Regions from separate parts of the Sus scrofa genome. Here all the other regions are linked to region 2. The links are chromatin contacts, called in public targeted proximity ligation maps. All regions are on one chromosome and are shown on one strand. The core of a region is the stretch at or near the end of the contact, and the rest is flanking DNA. Distances in the headings are between cores, read along the strand shown.

What was found.
Region 1: a targeted proximity ligation map of alveolar macrophages shows a contact between it and region 2. A contact is called at or near these places in 1 of 5 promoter capture datasets (fetal skeletal muscle), 27 of 47 Hi-C or Micro-C datasets (adipocytes, adipose tissue, alveolar macrophages and 16 more) and 2 of 2 datasets of targeted methods (alveolar macrophages and skeletal muscle).
Region 3: a contact with region 2 is called in a targeted proximity ligation map of alveolar macrophages. A contact is called at or near these places in 5 of 47 Hi-C or Micro-C datasets (embryonic fibroblasts, fetal liver, liver and 2 more) and 1 of 2 datasets of targeted methods (alveolar macrophages).

What each region holds. Positions count from the first base shown.
Region 1 is chr4:117,679,279-117,681,978 of Sscrofa11.1, reverse strand. All of the region lies in intron 10 of CDC14A (dual specificity protein phosphatase CDC14A), which reads left to right. Among named protein-coding and RNA genes, the nearest start is that of GPR88, 57 kb to the right of the region's middle.
Region 2 is chr4:117,411,559-117,414,258 of Sscrofa11.1, reverse strand. EXTL2 (exostosin like glycosyltransferase 2) reads right to left here. Exons shown (of 5, transcript NM_001243549.1): 3 at 1,341-1,768; 4 at 151-221. Among named protein-coding and RNA genes, the nearest start is that of EXTL2, 16 kb to the right of the region's middle.
Region 3 is chr4:117,714,558-117,717,257 of Sscrofa11.1, reverse strand. The region is part of intron 7 of CDC14A (dual specificity protein phosphatase CDC14A); the gene reads left to right. Among named protein-coding and RNA genes, the nearest start is that of CDC14A, 89 kb to the left of the region's middle.

The sequences.
Region 1 (2,700 bases), core at 134-2,633, 270 kb before region 2:
GTAAGGTTAAATCTCAATCTGTGACTTTAGGAAAGCTGGTTTGTCACATCCTGCTAGTCCTTGAACAGCAAAATATGTCCAGGTGTTGATTTCTATGCCTTGAAGACACCTTCCTCTTATGTCACCAGGAATAAAGAGAGATGTTTGTTAGCATCCTTGTGGGCTGAGGAATTTATGTTTTGGCAGATCAAGACCTCTCTTTTGTTATGGCCTGAAATTTTATATTTAATTTTTTTCTAGGATATAAATACAGCTATTTGCAAACAACCATCAAGTGTTTTTCTTCTATGTAAAATAAAGCTTATATTCTTAAGCTAAAAATACCATTCTGCACCCAAAGTGTGTCTTCTACCAAATATCCTCAAAGTTCTTAAAATGCTGCACAAACATGATTCTTTTATTACTGAGCCTTTTAACTGCATCCTTCTCAGGGAGAGCCTATAGAGATAGATGGATGGATTGGGCTGCTTTTAGGATTTGTTTCATTTGTTTTATTGACCATTGATTGGGTGATGCTCTGCTGACCTCTGGATCCTGTACCATTGAAGCTTTTGTTTTTGGAGGGGATCCTTGAGGGACAGCTATTAAGTTCCCATGGGGACTTTTGGCCAAAGAGATCCTGTCACCACAGAGATATGATGTTTGGTTTTTTGTTTTCTGTCTTTTTGTCTTTTTAGTGCCGCACCAGTGGCATATGGAGGTTCCTAGGCTACGGGTTGACTCAGAGCCGTAGCCACTGGCCTAGGCCACAGCCACAGCAACGTCAGCTCCAAGCCGCACCTGTGACCTACACCACACACAGCTTATGGCAACGCCAGATCCTTAACCCGCTGAGCTAGGTCAGGTATTGAACCTTCGTCCTCATGGATTCTAGTCAGATTTGTTTCCGCTGAGCATGCGGGAACTCTGTTGTTGTCGTTTTTATATTTAATTTCCTTCTGGGAGAGAGAGAATTCAAATAAAGGTTTCATCTGGATCTGGCAGGGAGTTCTGTCTTTACAAAGTAGAGCTTCCACTTTGAATGAAGTTAACTTTAAGGAAGCGATGTTGTGGCCAAACTCTTATCCTAAATCCATAAATCAGAGATTGCCCCATTTTGCTTTATTCCCGTAGATATTTTCATGACTTCCAATTAGTTGGATATTTTTCAGGGTCATAATTTAGCTGTAAGCCTTCAGTTGTCTGTAGTACTTCTCAAATATTAAAGTGTGTAACATTCCTTTGGGATCTTGTGGGATGCAGTTTCTGGTTCAGGGGTCTGGGGTGGGACCTGGGATTCTGTCTTTCTATCAGGCTCCCACGTGATGAGATGCCCCTGGTCCACCAACCACATTGTGTAGCAAGGATCTGTGGCTCATTTTTACTCACAGACATCAGCTTACACCACATTTGGTGCTTGTGCATTGGTCAGTTTTGCAATTGGATTGAGCAATATCAGAAATGAATAGCACAACCACTGCTTTTTATTTCAGGAAATCACCAAAAATAAGATGAAGAAAACCCGTTCAAGAAAATGGAAATGTGCTTAAAATGTCTAACAGCTTGAGTTTTCAATTATAATTGATTCCTATTGTTTTTATTTGTAGTATTTCTTTTAAGTTACATGGGCTAGGCAGGCCAAAGGATGTGGATTAATTTTTTTTTAAGTAATCTTTTTTTTAAGATTTAAGAACTTGTCTTTCTTAACATACAGAATTTAGAGTCTGAAATGTGGCCACCAGAAGAATTTAGAATAGTAATAGATGATACTGTGATTTGTTTATTAAAATAAGCTCATTGCATAGGTTTGAATTTGCACTGTTTGACAGCCACATTTCTGCAGAAACACTCAGTTATACTGCTTTTCAATATTTAGTGCCGCATCATTTGATCTATTTATTGACTCTCGGTTGGCATTGAATCTTTTGGCTAAGAAAAAGAAAATTCTAGTAGGAGTTTAAGTTAAAAGGATAAGGTATATGTAAGAATTTTTGGCAATGGTGGCATCAGAAATTTATCTCAAAATACTCAATTACTTAAGATAGAAAACGGAGTGTTTTTTGTTTGTTTCATTTCCTATGGAAAAGCATTCGAGTTGGAAAGAAGAATGTAAGCCGTAAAGCATTAGTTTACACAGTTTGTATCACGGCATGATTCCAGCGATCAAGCTCCCATTTATGGGGCTCTATCCCTAAATGAGAATTAGCTACATTGAATCTTTTTGAGAATTTCCTAATTTTTTTCTCTCCTGTGTTTCAGAAGAGAAAAAAATTAAGAACTTCCCCCTACACCCTCAGATATTCTTTCCAACCATCATCCTATTAAATCTTCCACGTGTACAACGCAACGGTAGAACTCCTTGAATTCTTGTCTCCTTCTCACCCCCTGAATCTTGGGTCCTGGTTTCTAGGCTGTCTTCCTTTGATATCAGGTTAGACCATTTCATTAGCCCAATTCTTTAAATCAGGAACGACTCTGCTTCCGTAATAGCCCTGGGGAGGTGGAGTAGGAGACACACAGGGCAGAGTGGGGCTCAAGTCACAGCTCCAGGTCGAGCTAGAGTTGGTTGGGCTTCTGTACAAAATGACCAAACGGTGGCTTTGGGAGGATACTGGGGTCAGGGTTGGGTCATACTAGAAAAATATGTGTCAAGGATGGAAGAAGTGATGAAGAGGGGGAGTTAGGGTGGTGTGGAGATGGGATTACTTACAGTCAAGGAAG
Region 2 (2,700 bases), core at 114-2,613:
CAACTGAGCTCAAGAACTCTGATGACCTTATGACAAATTCATCTACCTTTTAGGAAGCTACCGTCTACACTGGTTTGGGTGACTCCCACATTAAACCGTGCTGACACCAGCGCAGACATTATGAGTTCATAAAGGATATGGTAACATTACCTGCCAAACAGAGAAAGCAAAAACAAGGTCTTGGGCGCTAATTAGCATGTCATCGTCCACCATTAGCACCGCTGAAACGAAAGGAAAACATTTTAAATCAGTTTGGAAATGGAAACAAAACCAGGAAGACGCAGTGGTGGTGGTCTTGGCAGATCTTCAAGGGAAAGATTTTCTGAATGCAATCAGCACATTAGAAAGTGTGTTCTTGGAGTTCCCTCTGTAGCTCAGTGGTGAAAGAACCTGACTAGGATCCATGAGGATGTGGGTTCGATCCCTGGCCTTGCTCAGTGGGCGAACGATCTGGCATTGTGGTCAGCTGTGGCGTGGCCAGCAGCTGTAACTCCAATCCAACCCCTAGCCTGGGAACCTCCATGTGCTATGGGTGTGGCCCTAAAAAGAAAAAAAAAAAAAAAGTGTATTCTTGAAGAGATTTGTCTAGAAGAAAAATTTTTTTGCTTAAATCATAATTGATTTTATAATTTCCTGAGGGGAAATTATCATATAGGTAACATCTATTATCCTAGAAATTCATGAAATAAAACTAAAGATATTTTCTTTTCTTCTCTTTTTTTAGAGCCTCACCAGCAGCATATGGAGGTTCTCAGGCCAGGGTCAAATTGGAGCTGAAGCCACCAGCCTACGCTGCAGCCACTCGGGATCTGAGCCCTGTCTACAACCTCTACACCACCACTCACGGCAACGCCAGATTCTTAACCCACTGAGCAGGGCCAGGGATTGAACCCGCATTCTCATGGATACCAGTCAGATTTGTTTCTGCTGCATCACAATGGGAACTCCCCCAAGGATCTTTTAAATTACACCCTCATATAACTGCTATGAATGGGAGAAAAAGGAGGCGGCAAAAAATTCGGCTTCAGTTCAGTGGCATTTTACCACCTTCCGGTCATGCAATAACATGTAATCATGGCATATTTGCTTTCACAACATTAACCTCTTGTCACTGTTGCATGAGGACAGTCTTCCCAGGAGCTTAGAAGAAACTGTCCTTTCGGTTTTTCAAAATGCTTTCTTTCTTTTTTTTTTTTTTTTCTTTCTTTTGCTTTCTTAGGATTCAATCTCCCTGTGTTCTCCAGACAATGAGGACAAGGAGACAGCCCCAAAGCCACGCACCAGCCCCCAGGTCTGGCCAGCTGCAGCCCTGTCAGGCTAAGAACCCAGCTGCAACTCACCACTGGTTTCCAGTTCAGGAAAGACCTGCAGTCGATTTCTCATCCTGTTTGCTGTCTGCGGTTTGAAGATGACGGGGACAGGGTGAGGCCCTAGGGAATTCCACAGCTCATCCGGCCCCTTCTCCCCGACGTTGTTCCACACCACGATCACTTTGTGCAGGTTCGGTACTGCCTGGTAGTGATTTAAAAGTCTCAGCAGGAGGTCTGTCCTGTTGTACGTCTGCATTATGAGAGTGAAGGAATCCAGCGGGGACTTGCCCTGGGATTTGATCTCCCTTCGCAAAGCGAGCATCTTGTCTTCTTTGATATTAGGAAGCAAAGTGGTCAGAGCCCCAGCCACCAGCAGTAACACAAGGATGACCACCAGGGAGAAACGAAGCACTCGAATCCCCATCACTCTTCCAGGGACTTTGCAGATGTGGTAACACCTGGGGGAGAAACAGAAATTAAATGCGGAATCTTAGCATTCTTACTAGTTACCTCGTTTTGGTTTTAATTTTTTTTTGCCTTTTCTAGGGCTGCTCCCGCGGCATATGGAGGCTCCCAGCTAGGGATGGGATTGGAGCTGTAGCTGCCGGTATACACCACAGCCACAGGGATGTGGAATCTGAGCCTTGTCTGTGACCTACACCACAGCTCAAGGGCCACGCCAGATTCTTAACCCACTGAGTTGAGGCCAGGGATCACACCTGCACCTTCATGGATACTAGTCTGATTTGTTTCTGCTGAGCCACGACGGGAACTCCCTGCTTTTGCTTTTTTCAGGAGAGAGGTTAATCTTCCCTTAGTTGGTTCAAGTTTGGTTCTCCCTCTTTGATAAGGTGATTTGGCCTAAAGAGAAAACATACAGTGAATCTATCTTCCCTCTGAGCCTGCTTGCTGTGAAGGTGCAGCCAAAGACCAGCTACACGCAAACAGCAAGAATTTAGCAATGTCTATTAATGTTTGCTCGTATTTTACTACTCAAAATTTGGAACTGAGAGTGTTTTTCTTAAACACGATTATATTTCTCTTAGTAGTATACTAATCCTTTAAGCAGCTTTATTGCGATACCATTGATACTTAAGAATTATATATATTTAAGGTACACAACTTGATGTTCTGATATATATGTATATACACACACACACTTATATATATGTATGTACTTCAGAATTTTTTTTTTTTTTTTGGTCTTTTTGCCTTTTCTAGGGCTGCTCCCATGGCATATGGAGGTTCCCAGGCTGGGGGTCCAATTGGAGCTGCAGCCGCCGGCCTACGCCAGAGCCACAGCAACACGGGATCTGAGCTGTGTCTGCAACCCACACCACAGCTCACGGCAACGCCAGATCCTTAACCCACTGAGCAAGGCCAGGGATTG
Region 3 (2,700 bases), core at 143-2,642, 300 kb before region 2:
CAGGCTTCTCACAAGATATTGCAGGCTCTTGCTTTATGTTCATATGACTTACAAGTAGTCTATAGTATTAATTATTGAAAAGCAGAAGTATCTTCTAAAATATAGCCTGTCAGGTCCTCTGCCAAGCTGTTGTGGAACTGTACACCCTTCACATTTGCACTGGTCAATTAGATAGAACTCTGGGAGCTGTGCTGTTACGGGTCCAGGAAAGTACCTGCAAGGTGGTCCAAAATCTTCTGCGAGGTATCAGTTTTTCCAACAGATTTCTTCAGGTCTTCTCAAAGAGCTTGAGAACTAAGAGCTGTCACTTTGAAATCTAACCACACATCAGTTCATTTGAAAAATGAAAACAAACCTTTTGCCCTAGGGAAAAACAGTGAAGATGAAAGAGCTTGTGTGTTCAAATTATGTCCTTGTAGATATAAGAGGAACTGCCTCCTCTCGAGTAGTGAAGTTTAGTGGTTATTGCTACCGTAGGACAATATTCCGCTTGTAAGACCCATGTACAGTCTGCCTTGGGTCAACTTCTGTTCTTTTTAGGGGAACTATCCTTACCACGTAAGATCGCGTGTAAACACCACTGATCCTTAAAGATGCTACTCTTAAGCAGTCATTAGTCATCAGAGAAGGTGAAGTTGTGTCTTTAGCTCCTTATTTTGGTTGTCTCCTAAACAAAACAAGGCGTTCCACTGTGTACCAGAAGGTCTGCCATATGCGATAATGTCCTGGTGTGGGCCATACAGAGCTGGCCTCCCAGGGCAGGACCGACCCCTAGTTGGGAGGAGGGCAGAGGGAGAGATGCAAGGAAACAGAGCTTTTGGGGATGACTCATCAGTGTGGCTCACGTTGATCTCCCCACCCAGACCTCGGCCCATGCAGTTTTAAGGACCTGCCTGCAGTACCCTTTCGGGGATCAGCTGGAGCTGAAAGTTCATGTAAAACCTACTTCAAAAGCTAATCAATTACTCCGACTTCTTTCTTTGAGCTATTTCCTCCTATCTGCCCTTTTTTTTTTTTTTCTCCATAAATCATTCCTTTATTTTGAGAAAAAAAATGCTTTCTGTGAAATAATCTTGTCAGTATGAGGCTATTTCCTGGAATATGAAGTTATTAGTGACTTGACCCCGTGCTTTTACACGCTGGCAAACCTGGGCCACTTCGTCACCAGGGGTTCCTGGATGGAAGTGGTTAGAGGTGGGCTTGGCTTCTGCAGGTCTGAGGACAGACAAACTGGTTCCTGCCTATTTGAGAGAGGGGTCACAGCAGAGGGCTTCCTTTTGTTTCTCTTGCCATGACACACGTGGAAAATGTGCTAATATTTGATCAGCACCCTGTGATCATAACTCACGGCCTTTGGCCACTGGCCCGGGGACTCTGGCTGACTGGTCCCCGCCCAGGCAGCTCTGTTCTGCTACACTAATTGGGAAGCTTGGTTCTACAGGAATAACAGTGCATAGGTCAACTTTTGTAATATGGAACCAAGAAGCTGCACCACACTCGGGCCTCAATTTGGTAACTTTTCAGTTAATTTATTGACCATACATTTATTGAGTAGTTCTTGTCTGCTTGGTATATTTGCTCAGCCAATATATTTGTTTTCAGATGGCTTCGTGTGATTTCATCTCTTCCTGTGTGGGATTAGAAGCTGTGTTCTTCCATCTGCTGTTGTAGATTCCCCATGTTCTTGTGCCTCATTCTATAGAAGTTATCATGTTTGACCCTTCTCACACACTTCCATTTTTATGCTTGTCAAATTAATTGTCTAGGACTTCCCACTATGTGCAGTGGGTTGGTTAAGAATCTGACTGCAGTGGCTTGGGTTGCTGTAGGCATAGTTTAAAACCCAGGCCTGGCCCAGTGGGCTAAAGTATCCAGCATTGCTGTAGCTGTGGTGCAGGTCACAGCTGCAGCTTGGATTCAGTCCCTGGCCTGGGAACTTCCATATGCCTTGAGTGGGGCCATAAAGTTTTAAAAAAATTGTCTACACAGAATTTCTCCCTGATCTATGACAGGCTGAGTGTGGGAAATTTTGCTCCTGTGACATTCTAGCAATTCATTAGTCATCATGGTTGCTTTCATCACGTAAAGGACGCACTTTTGGGAAAAGAGCATTGCTTTTCTAGGAGGTGATGTCACATTATCTTGGCCATGTTACCATGTAGCCCATCTGGAAACTGTTTGTGAGAACGTCCCGGTCGATTCTGGGTGCACACAACTGGGTCTTTCCCTAACCTTGGGCCTCTTCTGTCAAGTCTTCGCATCACTCTCAGAGTCTAGGTTTTAGAAACTAAGTCTGACTCTATCACTCCTCTGCTTTAAGTCCTCTATCCTGACTGAAAATGTGGAGGAAATGCAAACTCCAAATGTGACATCAAAGGCCCTTCTGGACATGGGTTTTGCCATCGTCCTCATTTTTGTCCTTGTCCCTTCCTTCCTCATATCCAAATCCTTGCAGCTTCCTGGGTGGCAGTGCTTCTTCGGGCTTTTGTGCCTCTGGACATGCTCTTTTTCCCCATCCTACCTGTGATCTTTTCTCCTCTGCCCACCGTGTTTGTGTCTTTAGGTGTCGAGGTCATCCTTAGCTCAGTGGGAGCTCTTCTCCCATGGTGGGGTGGGATGCTCTGCTTACATGCCTACGTCTTCCCTGCACTCTGGGTACTTGAGGCCCAGAACCATGTCTTCCTCATCTTTGTGTCCATA